3 separate regions of the Rattus norvegicus genome follow, and regions 1 and 2 are each linked to region 3. Evidence: chromatin contacts called from public Hi-C data. All regions are on one chromosome and are shown on one strand. Each heading gives the region's core, a stretch centred on a gene start, on an enhancer-like site or on the middle of the called end of the contact. The rest is flanking DNA. Distances are from core to core; before and after follow the strand shown.

Region 1 (3,325 bases), core at 388-2,887, 160 kb before region 3:
CAATCATTAGCTTTACAAGACATCCTATCCAACATGATAACACCTTACTAATTTCATAGACAAAGATTCTTTCCCAGTAGTCAGATTGGGAAGTTCCAGATGAGCGTAAACTGGGTGGTGACCTACTATAATCCTACTTCCTTAAACTCTAAAATCAGTTTGCTTATCATTTTATGCCTTACATTATCAGCACCTGTGTTTCTTATCTTTTAAAGAAAAAAATAAAAGGAAAAGAACACCTCAGCTTAATTGTCTCAAAAGACATTCATTCTATAGTTTATCCTCTTATGTCCTCATCTATCTAACTTTATCTCCCAGGTGTCTTTAAAAGAACACAGCGCTCACCTGAAAGGGAGTAAGATAGTTTATTCTGGAGCCAAATAAATATGAGGCACAATGGTCAAAGAACACAGACTTGGCTTATCTCAAATATGCTGCAGCATAACAGCTCTCTTGTTTTGTTTTGTTTTTGTTTTTAAATAGTAACAGAATTAATAGTAACAGTAAGCCAAAGGTACTTCTAAAACGCACCAGGTAGACGGTAGAAATGTTTGTTCTAGGTCTCAGGTTTGTTCTAGGTGTGATCTGATGTTATTCTGGGCTTAAGAGTCTGTAGATCCCAAGGATTTATCTAATAGCCACAATGAGGCTGGCAATAAATGGTCATGAAGGAGAACTGAAGATAGCCCAAGGCAGTGCAGTTTGCTCCTAATCTGTAACATTGTAGCTTTCCATAATCAAGGAAGTTAATCAGTCAATCAGCCTTGTGGGATGTTCAACACTAGTGTACTTCCCTCACTCAAACATCAGTTTAGCCCTATCCTTTAATATTTAACTGCAGGCAAAAGTGATCTTTTATAAATGGTCTCATAAAGAGAACTCAACAAAGACCAAGTTCAAGCTTATCAATCTAACTTGGCTTTTTATGATCTGACTTCCAATTTTACCTATTGGTTCTGCCCCTGAACCTCTTGCAGGCTTCCGAAATGTCCCTGCCACACCACTGCTTCATACTTGGGTTCTGCCTCAAGGCTGGAGCCATGCTTACTAACTCACCCACTCTCCTTGGCTTCTTTGCCTCCGCTGTCAGATCTTGGAAGTTTATTGATGTCAGCCCATTGGGTTTATTCTTAAATAAAATCTATCACATGAGACAATATAATTTAAGCTGACGCAGAGGGCTGTGCTTGCTCAACTACGACCCCACAGCCCGGGTCAAGGCCACAGGGGCTTGGCAGGCCGCAATGGCACTGAGGAACTGAGGCCAGCCAGTCCCGAGGGTGAAGTTCTGAACCGAGGGAAGCAGTACCCGACATCCTAACTCCTTGGATTCCCTCACTACCAGGACCTTCCAACACACTGCCCGGCCGCCGGCCGTGCCCAGCCTTCAAAACACCCAACACCGGTCCCTGAAACCTGGGTGAAGAGCCGCCCTTGCAAGCAGAGCCCAGACATGCGCAGTGGGCACATGGCGACGGCTTTTCCAGGCTCTGAGGCTCACTCCGCTCTGCGCAAGCGTACTCCCTCTATTTCCAGCCCCGCCCTTCTCAGGTCCCCTAGCCTCTCGCCACGCCCCCTCGACGCAGGCCAAAGGTCGCGGGGCGGGCCACAGTGACGCTTACGGAAGAACTCTGCGGACCTCGCGAGGTGCGGGGCAGAGCAATCACGGCTCCAGACGGCGGGACCGCAGGGCCCTGCGTGGCCGCGAATGAGTCGGGGAATCATGCCCCAACCCGGAGCGTGGCCGGGAGCGGGCTGCGCGGAGACGCCGGCGCGCGAGGCAGGGGCTGCGGCGCGGGACGGCGGGAAGGTGACGGTCGGCGCGCAGCCCCGGGCCGCGACGCGATGCCCGGCCGAGCAGTGAGTGAGCGGGACAGGCGTGGGAGCGGGCTGGGGTCGCGTGGGTTTCCTCTATCTCAGGTCGGCGACCCCGAGCAGTAGGAGACGAGTTTGACAGAGTTGTAGTATGGAACCTGTCACAGCTCGATCACTCAGGCCGCCCCACTCCCGCTTTGACAGCTGTCCATCCCTGAAGTTAGGGAAAGCACTAGGAGTTTGGGAAAGAAAACTGGAGAGGCTTATTTAATGACCAACTAGCTCCCTGTAGCTCTTTTCCTCTAACCCAGCTCGGAGGAAGTGAGGTCGCCCCTGAGGTCACCACAGAACTGCCCCGCGATGCCACCACTTGAGTTTCCCACCTGTTGGACAGACTTTGGCCACAGGCTGGCCCGCTCCGTTTTACCCTATCAGACCCTGGCTAGGTATTCCTTCCACCGGTTGCTTTTAAACACAACACACACATACACACAGACACAGACACACACGCGCACGCGCGCGCGCGGTTTTAGAGCAGTTCCTTATTGGCTGTGAAGAAGAAAAACTAAGTTAAAAGCGATTACACTATGGAGGGTTTGGAGGTGTCTGCTGAGTTGGTGGCATAGTTATAGATGCCTTTGAACCTACAAAATTAAAAGTGCTGACAGTCAATTTTCTTATTGGCCCAAAAGTTAAAATATAAGGTGTGTCTAGATGGACCTTTAGAGCGCTTTTAATTTCCTAAGAAGGGGTCTTTCGAAGCCTCGTTAAAGAAGATGTGATTTAATAGCTCATTTGCGAGGTGCTTTGCGGTGGGGCTTTGGCCGCTTTCATTTACTGAGCGCCCAAATGTGATGGTAATTATTCGCGTAATGAGCTAATGGTTACTGGGGAAAGGTATAGAGTAGGGGCCTTAACCTTCTCCCAGAGCTAGACTACCAATTAGAGTCAGTGACATTGACTGTTAGCTTTGGGATTTGGAGAGCTTTTAGCTCTTTATTTGGATCAGCATTATCTAAGCTTTGGGCATAGTTGCTAGGTCTTCTGTAGTTAATCTAGATACCCTGGTTTTTGATGAAATGCCCTGATTCTTAAATAGGGACACTTATTTTTCATTATATTGAACTCCATATACAGGAACATGTGTGAGTTGGTCTAATCAGTGGCTGCCAAGTTGAAGCTGTCTAGGTTAGAGATGTTTCTTGCCTCTGCTCTTCCTTTGTTCCTAACTGTTCCTACTGCCAGCCTTCCTTCGATGAGCCTTTCCTTGATGCCCCACCTTTTAAGTCCCGCACCTCCGTCTTACCCTAGCAGTTTCACATGCTTTGAAAGATACCTGAACTTTTGAGGCCAAGTACACACAGTTGTTTGGTAGGTTTCCTGGTGTGGTGGTTCTCACGAACACCTTGGGGATTGGGCCTCAGAGGGAAGGAGTCTTCACACTGCTGTTAGTCTTAAAGCTGAAACCTAGGTTCGACATCTCACACTTGAGGAAGCAGGTGCAGACTCT
Region 2 (3,068 bases), core at 540-3,039, 150 kb after region 3:
ATAGTGTGCTACATAATTGAAGTGAATCCTGATGTCTGTTTTATTACTATGCATTTTCTTTTGCAGAGTTATGCTGTACTACAAATACAGAAAACATCTTCCTAAAAGGGAATGCTAGAAGTAACAGCTAATGAATCAATATATACATATATATACACATATATGTGTATATATATATATATATATATATATATATCTTACAAATAGAGTTTGATTCCTTCCCTAGCCATGACTCATTATGAGCGAGCATCTCAGCTTCTCCATCCTTAAAGACTAATACAATTTGTCTTTAATTGAAGTCTCAATTATTTTTTAAAGCTCTGGGGAAGATGGGTCCAATGGAAAAATGAAACAACTGAGCTTATGACTTAAGCCTGTGCCGGGAATTTTATAGGCAGTTCACAAAGGCTTTTATTTTTCCTCCCAAGTGATAGGCACCTAGTTTTAAGTTGAACAACCCAGACTGGAAAGGCACACAATACCTGTCCCCAAAGCAATGATCATATCAGGACACACCCACTGGGATTCAATGCTCCTATTTAAAGTCTGCCCAACCATCACAGCCCATGTCTGCTTTGGCTTTGGCAGAAGGTTGATAACAAGCATCTGCAAGAACCTTGTTTAATTGAGCAGGAAATTACTGTTTTCTTTACCAAGGTGTTGTAAGTAAAGACATACTGTGTAAACAGGATTTATGGTTTAAGTCCCATGTGAAGAATGAAGGTAAATTAGCAAAAATTAATCCCCAGATGAAATCTCACAGCTCTGGAACTCATTCTCCAATGGAATTTGACTGTGTTTTTGGAGCCTGTTAGCTTGAGAGGTAATCTCCTGGGCACACAGGGACTTTCATTAGCATGTTAAGTGTGTGTGTGTGTGTGTGTGTGTGTGTGTGTGTGTGTGTGTGTGTGTGGTATGTGTGGTGTGTTTGTGTGTATCTGTGTGTGTGTCTATGTGTGTATCTGTGTGTATGCGTATGTATATGTGGTGTGTGTGTGTGTGAGCCAAAGGTTGATGGCCATCTTCCTGTGTAGATCTCTATATTATTCCTTGAGACAGTGACTGTTGATGAATCTGGAGCTCAGTGCTCTAGCTAAACTGAATGATGAATGAGCTTGTAGGTTCTGCCTTCCTCCCTCTCTGCAGTGCAGATGTTACAAGCTCTGCCACCATGAGATCTGAACTCAGGCCTTCATACTTATATAGCATGCACTTTCCTGACTCAACCACCTCCTTAGCTCCCACATTTATATATATTTTGAACATGGTATTTTACTAGGTATCCCAGCTGCCTTTGAACTTGTGGTCCATTTACCCCAGCCTCCTGTGTCCTGAGATTCCAGGGGTGTATGTGGTACCACATCTACCTTTGAAAATACATTGACCTCTAGATCCACAGATTTCAAGTATCCAATTCAGTTCAGGAAAGAAAAGAAGTCCATTTCTCTTTTCAGGATGCCTTTTCAAATAGATCCTGTCCTTTGGATTAGAAGTTTATCTTTGGTGCTTTCTACCCATCCTTGAGTTCCCGTATAATTTTTGAGAGTTGATTTGGTGTTTTGGGCCACCATGGACTCTCTTTCACTTTCCTGTATTTCTGATGATCCTGTCTCAGTGTTGACTGATATATGAAGAGAGGAAAGAGTCTTGTCTTCAGCACTCTAGGCTTGCTACTGTGTGGGTGGTGATTCTTGGATTCCAAGCAAATGAAGCTAGTTAAGGGATGCTCTTGTTTGTGCATGACTAACTCTCTTCCGTCACCCAAAGGCTGAGCGTGGGGCACATCCGGAAGTACTGTGGTTCCACTAGGCCAGTGTGTTTTGGCTCTGCTGGATTCTTGTAGTTGCTACAGTGATGTGGGCAGGCAGGGAGGAGAGATGAATAACCCAAAGTCATTTTTCAACAATAAAAGCTTGTGTTTCTTAAGGCTCTCCCTCTCTCTCCCTTTAAACGAAAAATACTGCTTTAGCAAACCTGTCCTTATTCACTTGAAAAGAGAGAAACATATATCACTTTGCAATGATGCTCAAACACTATCCTGGTTTTGTGTGCTTCTAGGGGGAAAGCTGTCTTGGTGCTAAGCTCAGAGCATCTGGTTTTCTGTAGAAGAAACAGCTTAAAAGTGTCAGAGTCACTGGAAGTGTTTAGGCTAGCCTGCCCTATCACAAAGTGGGATAGGGGATTCTGGTAAAGGGCTAGACTCTCCACATGATAATCAAAAACGATTTGATGAGGGGTAAAGGGGGAAGGTGGAATTCTTCAAAGTCATGCTGTTGACTTGAAAAGATTAAGGTTAAAATTAAAAAGCAGCAAAAGGAACTTGGTTTCCCAAGCAAAGGAAGGGTAAGCTGTAATTTCTTCCCAGGGAAATCTCAAATTAGCTACAAAAGATGGTAGATTTATGTCACAATGATGTGTTTATGTCATCCCAACTCTTAAAATACTGAGATCAACTTTTTTTTAAATTACTTTTCATTTTTTACAGTTCAGTTGTTGCCCCCTCCTGGTTCCCCCTCCCACAGTCCTCTTATTCCATATCTCCTCCCCCTGTCTCCAAGAGGATGTCCCCACCACCCCGCCAGGCCTCCTCACTCCCTGGGGCCTCAAGTCTCTCATTGAGGCCAGCAGGCAGTTCTCTGCAGTGTATGTGTCAGGGGCCTTGGACCATCTAGTGTATTGAGATTAGCTTTATGAGAAGAGATGAGCTTTATTTAAAATTGTTGATCTTCAACATTACACAGAAGCAAATGTTGTATAACTGTGTGAGCAGTGCCTTCTCTCTACAAAACCATAAACCCATTAATATCAGTGAGTGGAAGCTGGGTGTGGTGGTGTTCACCTAACAAGACCCCATCTCTAAAAACTAATTAAAGAAAATCTATGGGTGCCTGAGGCTTGCTCAACTTTCAATGTATCCTCAGTTCCTACAGCCTCAGACCCAAGAAACATCATAATTACTTATTGTTTATATTCACCACCGACATCATCACCACTACCTCCTTCTTCATCCTCTTCCTCCTCCTCTGTCTCTTCCTCTTCTTCCTCCTCCTCCTTCTTTTGGAATGTAT
Region 3 (3,205 bases), core at 661-3,160:
TCTGTGAAAAGTGAAAATAGATATTTCTTTGCTATAATGCTTATGTATGATATTTTAAAAACATGTTTTGTTTGTTTTTGAGACAGAGTCACACTGTGTAGCCCTGGCTGACCTGGAACCCTTTCTGTAGACCAGGCTTGCCTGGAACTCACAGAGACTCACCGGCCTCTGCCTCCCTAGTGCTGGGATTAAATCCACACCTGGATGAAAAACAGGTTTTGTAATTGCCAGAATGCTCCATTGTATCACCTCCCCAACCAGCTATAAAATGACAGAGAACTCCATAATGTTTATGGAGTGAATCAGGGAACTAGAATAGACTTATGGGTCTCTTAAGGGGATCTGAGACTTGCTGTGTGGTTCCTTTTTGTGATCACCCATGTTCAGTGACCACACTTTTCAGTGGAATCTAAATTTCTACCCTCAAAGTTCTGCCACTGGCTCTGTGTAAATCGCAAACTCGCCTTTATACTCACAAACAAAACCTACTCAAGAAACACTCCATACATCATTCCCCACGGAGAGGTGGACTACACCTGCCATCCAGTGACTGTCTAAAACTCCTCACTCCCGCCTCCACTCCTGAACAGACAGAGCCCCGTAATGAACAAAAGAGCATTTATCCCACTGCTTTGAATGGGGAAAAAAATAGCCCATTTGCAAAAGTAGCTCTATCTTACACTTTTGAAAAGATACAGCTCCCATCCCAAAAATCCTCTCCCGGGCCTTCGGATGTAACTGCAACTGCCTGGAAGCCCTGCAAAAGGGTACCAGTGCCTCACCGCTGGAGAGCCTGCAGCACCAGATAGGGAATGACGCCATATGGAGATAGCATGAAAAAAGAAAGGACGAGAAGGCAGCACTAGAAATGTGCTCCGGTCCAAGAAGGTAAAAGGAGGGGGAGGAAGAGAAAGAAAGAGAGAAAGAGAGAAAGAGAGAAAGAGAGAAAGAGAGAAAGAGAGAAAGAGAGAGAGAGAGAGAGAGAGAGAGACTAAAGTAAAGAGATAGTCAGTGGTCCACTATGCCAGGTACCTTCAGGACACCCCTAATCCTTACCTAGGCTACAAGCAAATATGTAAATTTGGAAGTACGTGGGAAATCTACTTGGAGCCATTGTAGAGCAAATTCTCCCACCATCACCACCATCACCAACCCTGTGCAAGTAAAAAGCCAGCACTAAATGCTACTAGAAACTACATGGAGTTCTTGGGCCCCAGGTTTACATAATCACAAATTACATAATACTCATCCCCAGCACGAAACCCCCTTCTATAGGTGAAGTTCCCCCATCATCCCGTCGCTTGCCATTTTCCAAAGAACGCTGGAAAAGTCTCCAATATCTGCGAAGGGAGAAGATGGGGTGCTGCAAAAGTCATCCTCATAAGCTGCAAAGCCGTGTCAAATGGTCCAGGGTAAAGGGGGCTCGGAGCAGGTGACTCCCTTCCTCCCGCATCCCTCAGCGCCCGGCATCCAAGGCCGAGGCTGGGCGAGCGGGGCGCACCGGGCGCGGCCGGGCTTACCTGCTCCCCGAAGTCGATGGCTATGTTGGTGATGCCAAGGGGCACCAGGAACCGGATCAGGGGCCAGTAGTGCGTGAGCGCCGGGAATTTCACCATAGTCCCCGCCGTGGGCTGACCCCACACTCATCTGCCGCCGCGAGGGCACTGTGCTGGGAGGCGCGCGGAGCGCGGCGCGGGGACGGAGGCCGCGGCTGGCGGGGCCTGGGGCGGCGGCTGCTCGCGGCGGCGGCGTCCTCTCCAAGCGCGGCTGCTCTAGCAGAAGAGCCGCGAGCTCAAGTCCATCCCCGCTGCCCTCCCACACAACAAAGATCTGCCGGGGAGAAAGAGAGGAGGAACAGGGACAGCGGCAGTGGCGGCGGCGGCGGCAGCAGAGGCTTCTGCTGACAGCGGCTCCATTATAAGCGCTCTGGGCCCGGAAATAAATAAATAACCGCGCGCACGAGGCGCCTCCGCCGCCGCCGCCGCCGCGCGGAGGAAATCAGGGGCGGGCGGAGGCGCGACACCGCTGGCGACCCGGGGAGGGGGCCGGCCGGGCGCCGCCTCCCGGCTCCGCTGCGCGCGGCCCGGCCGCGGGGGGCGCTGCGCTCGCACGGGCCGCTGCAGTCCCCACCCGCGTGGGACCCGGGCGCCGCCTGGGCCGGGCGCGCGGAGCGAGGAGGCTGGCGGGCGGGGACTCGGGGCCGCACCGCCTGGGTGACTCGACACCGACCGCCCCACGCCGTCCGGTGAAGAGCGTCCGGGAAGGCCGCGTGAGCGCCGTCTCCAGAGTTGGGAACCCGGCGCAGAGCTCCGGGGACTGCGGGGCTGGAAAGGCCCCGGCGTCTGGGTGGCCTCTAGGCGGGCAAGAAGCTGCTTTAGGGTGATGGGGATATCGCTGCATCAGAGGGAGAGAAGGAAGGTTTACCCGAAGGAGCATCTCTCCTGATGGAGATCTGAGGCCCCTGGGGTCCCTGGGGAAAATACACTGGGTAGTAGGGACTGACCGCCCGGGGCTGGGTTTCTGTGATGCTCCACACGGGTTTCCAGCTTTTGCTAGTAACGTGCAACTGTTTACCTATTTTAAAGCCAACCGGTAAATCTGCTTTTAAATTGAAAAGAAGGGGGGGGGGGGAGAAAATCTGCTCGGCTGTGTTATAATATGCCCCCAGTGATTTCCTGATAAATCGTTTGCTGAGCTGAGACTCTTACCTAAACCTGAACAACTTGACAAAGCCAGCATCAGCCGGTGTCCCAGTGTAGTGTATGAAAAAAAGGCTCCAAGGCAGTGACAGAAGCATTCTAAGCAGGGCGGGGCTGGCCTCCATGAGAAGCATACAGTCACAAAAAGCCACTTTATAGCAGGTCGCAGGTCTTGTGCTTGCTTTGACTCTCTGTTCTTACCTTAATTTTTTACCTTAATATTTATTTTATTATTTTATGTGTGTGGGCTTTTTTTTTTTTTTTTTTTTTTTTTGCCTGCATGTATGTCTCTGTATCTTATACTTGCCCAGCACCCACAGAGGCCAGAAGAGGCCATTGGATCTTCTCCTGGATTACAGAACTTTGTGAGCTGCCATGTGGGTGGTGGAATGGAATCCAGGTCCTCTGGAAGAGCAGCCTGTGGTCTCAACTGCTGAACCATCTCTGTGTTCAGAGATGCCCTCTTGAAATGATTAATTTCTGAACGAGGGGGTCTTGGGTTTTCA

The links. A called contact is a pair of places that touch in the nucleus more often than the background predicts.
Region 1: a contact with region 3 is called in a Hi-C map of liver, with 2.0 times the contacts expected there. The contact joins the promoter of Otulin here to the promoter of Ankh in region 3. A contact is called at or near these places in 2 of 12 Hi-C or Micro-C datasets (liver and mammary epithelial cells).
Region 2: a Hi-C map of Schwann cells shows a contact between it and region 3, with 7 times the contacts expected there. The contact joins the enhancer-like site here to the promoter of Ankh in region 3. A contact is called at or near these places in 9 of 12 Hi-C or Micro-C datasets (the A7r5 cell line, Schwann cells, frontal cortex and 5 more) and 1 of 1 datasets of contacts at active chromatin or transcription factors (oligodendrocytes).

What each region holds. Positions count from the first base shown.
Region 1 is chr2:80,045,155-80,048,479 of GRCr8, reverse strand. Otulin (OTU deubiquitinase with linear linkage specificity) reads left to right here and starts at 1,637. Exons shown (of 7, transcript NM_001302889.1): 1 at 1,637-1,860. The coding sequence starts at 1,709.
Region 2 is chr2:79,732,347-79,735,414 of GRCr8, reverse strand. No RefSeq gene overlaps it. Among named protein-coding and RNA genes, the nearest start is that of Ankh, 150 kb to the left of the region's middle. Within about 2 kb of position 1,789, at least 10 of the 93 cell types and tissues checked have an H3K27ac peak or open chromatin away from gene starts, as enhancers often do. A contact at or near this core is called in Schwann cells and prefrontal cortex, where this site is marked.
Region 3 is chr2:79,882,156-79,885,360 of GRCr8, reverse strand. Ankh (ANKH inorganic pyrophosphate transport regulator) reads right to left here and starts at 1,910. Exons shown (of 12, transcript NM_053714.2): 1 at 1,521-1,910. The coding sequence starts at 1,616.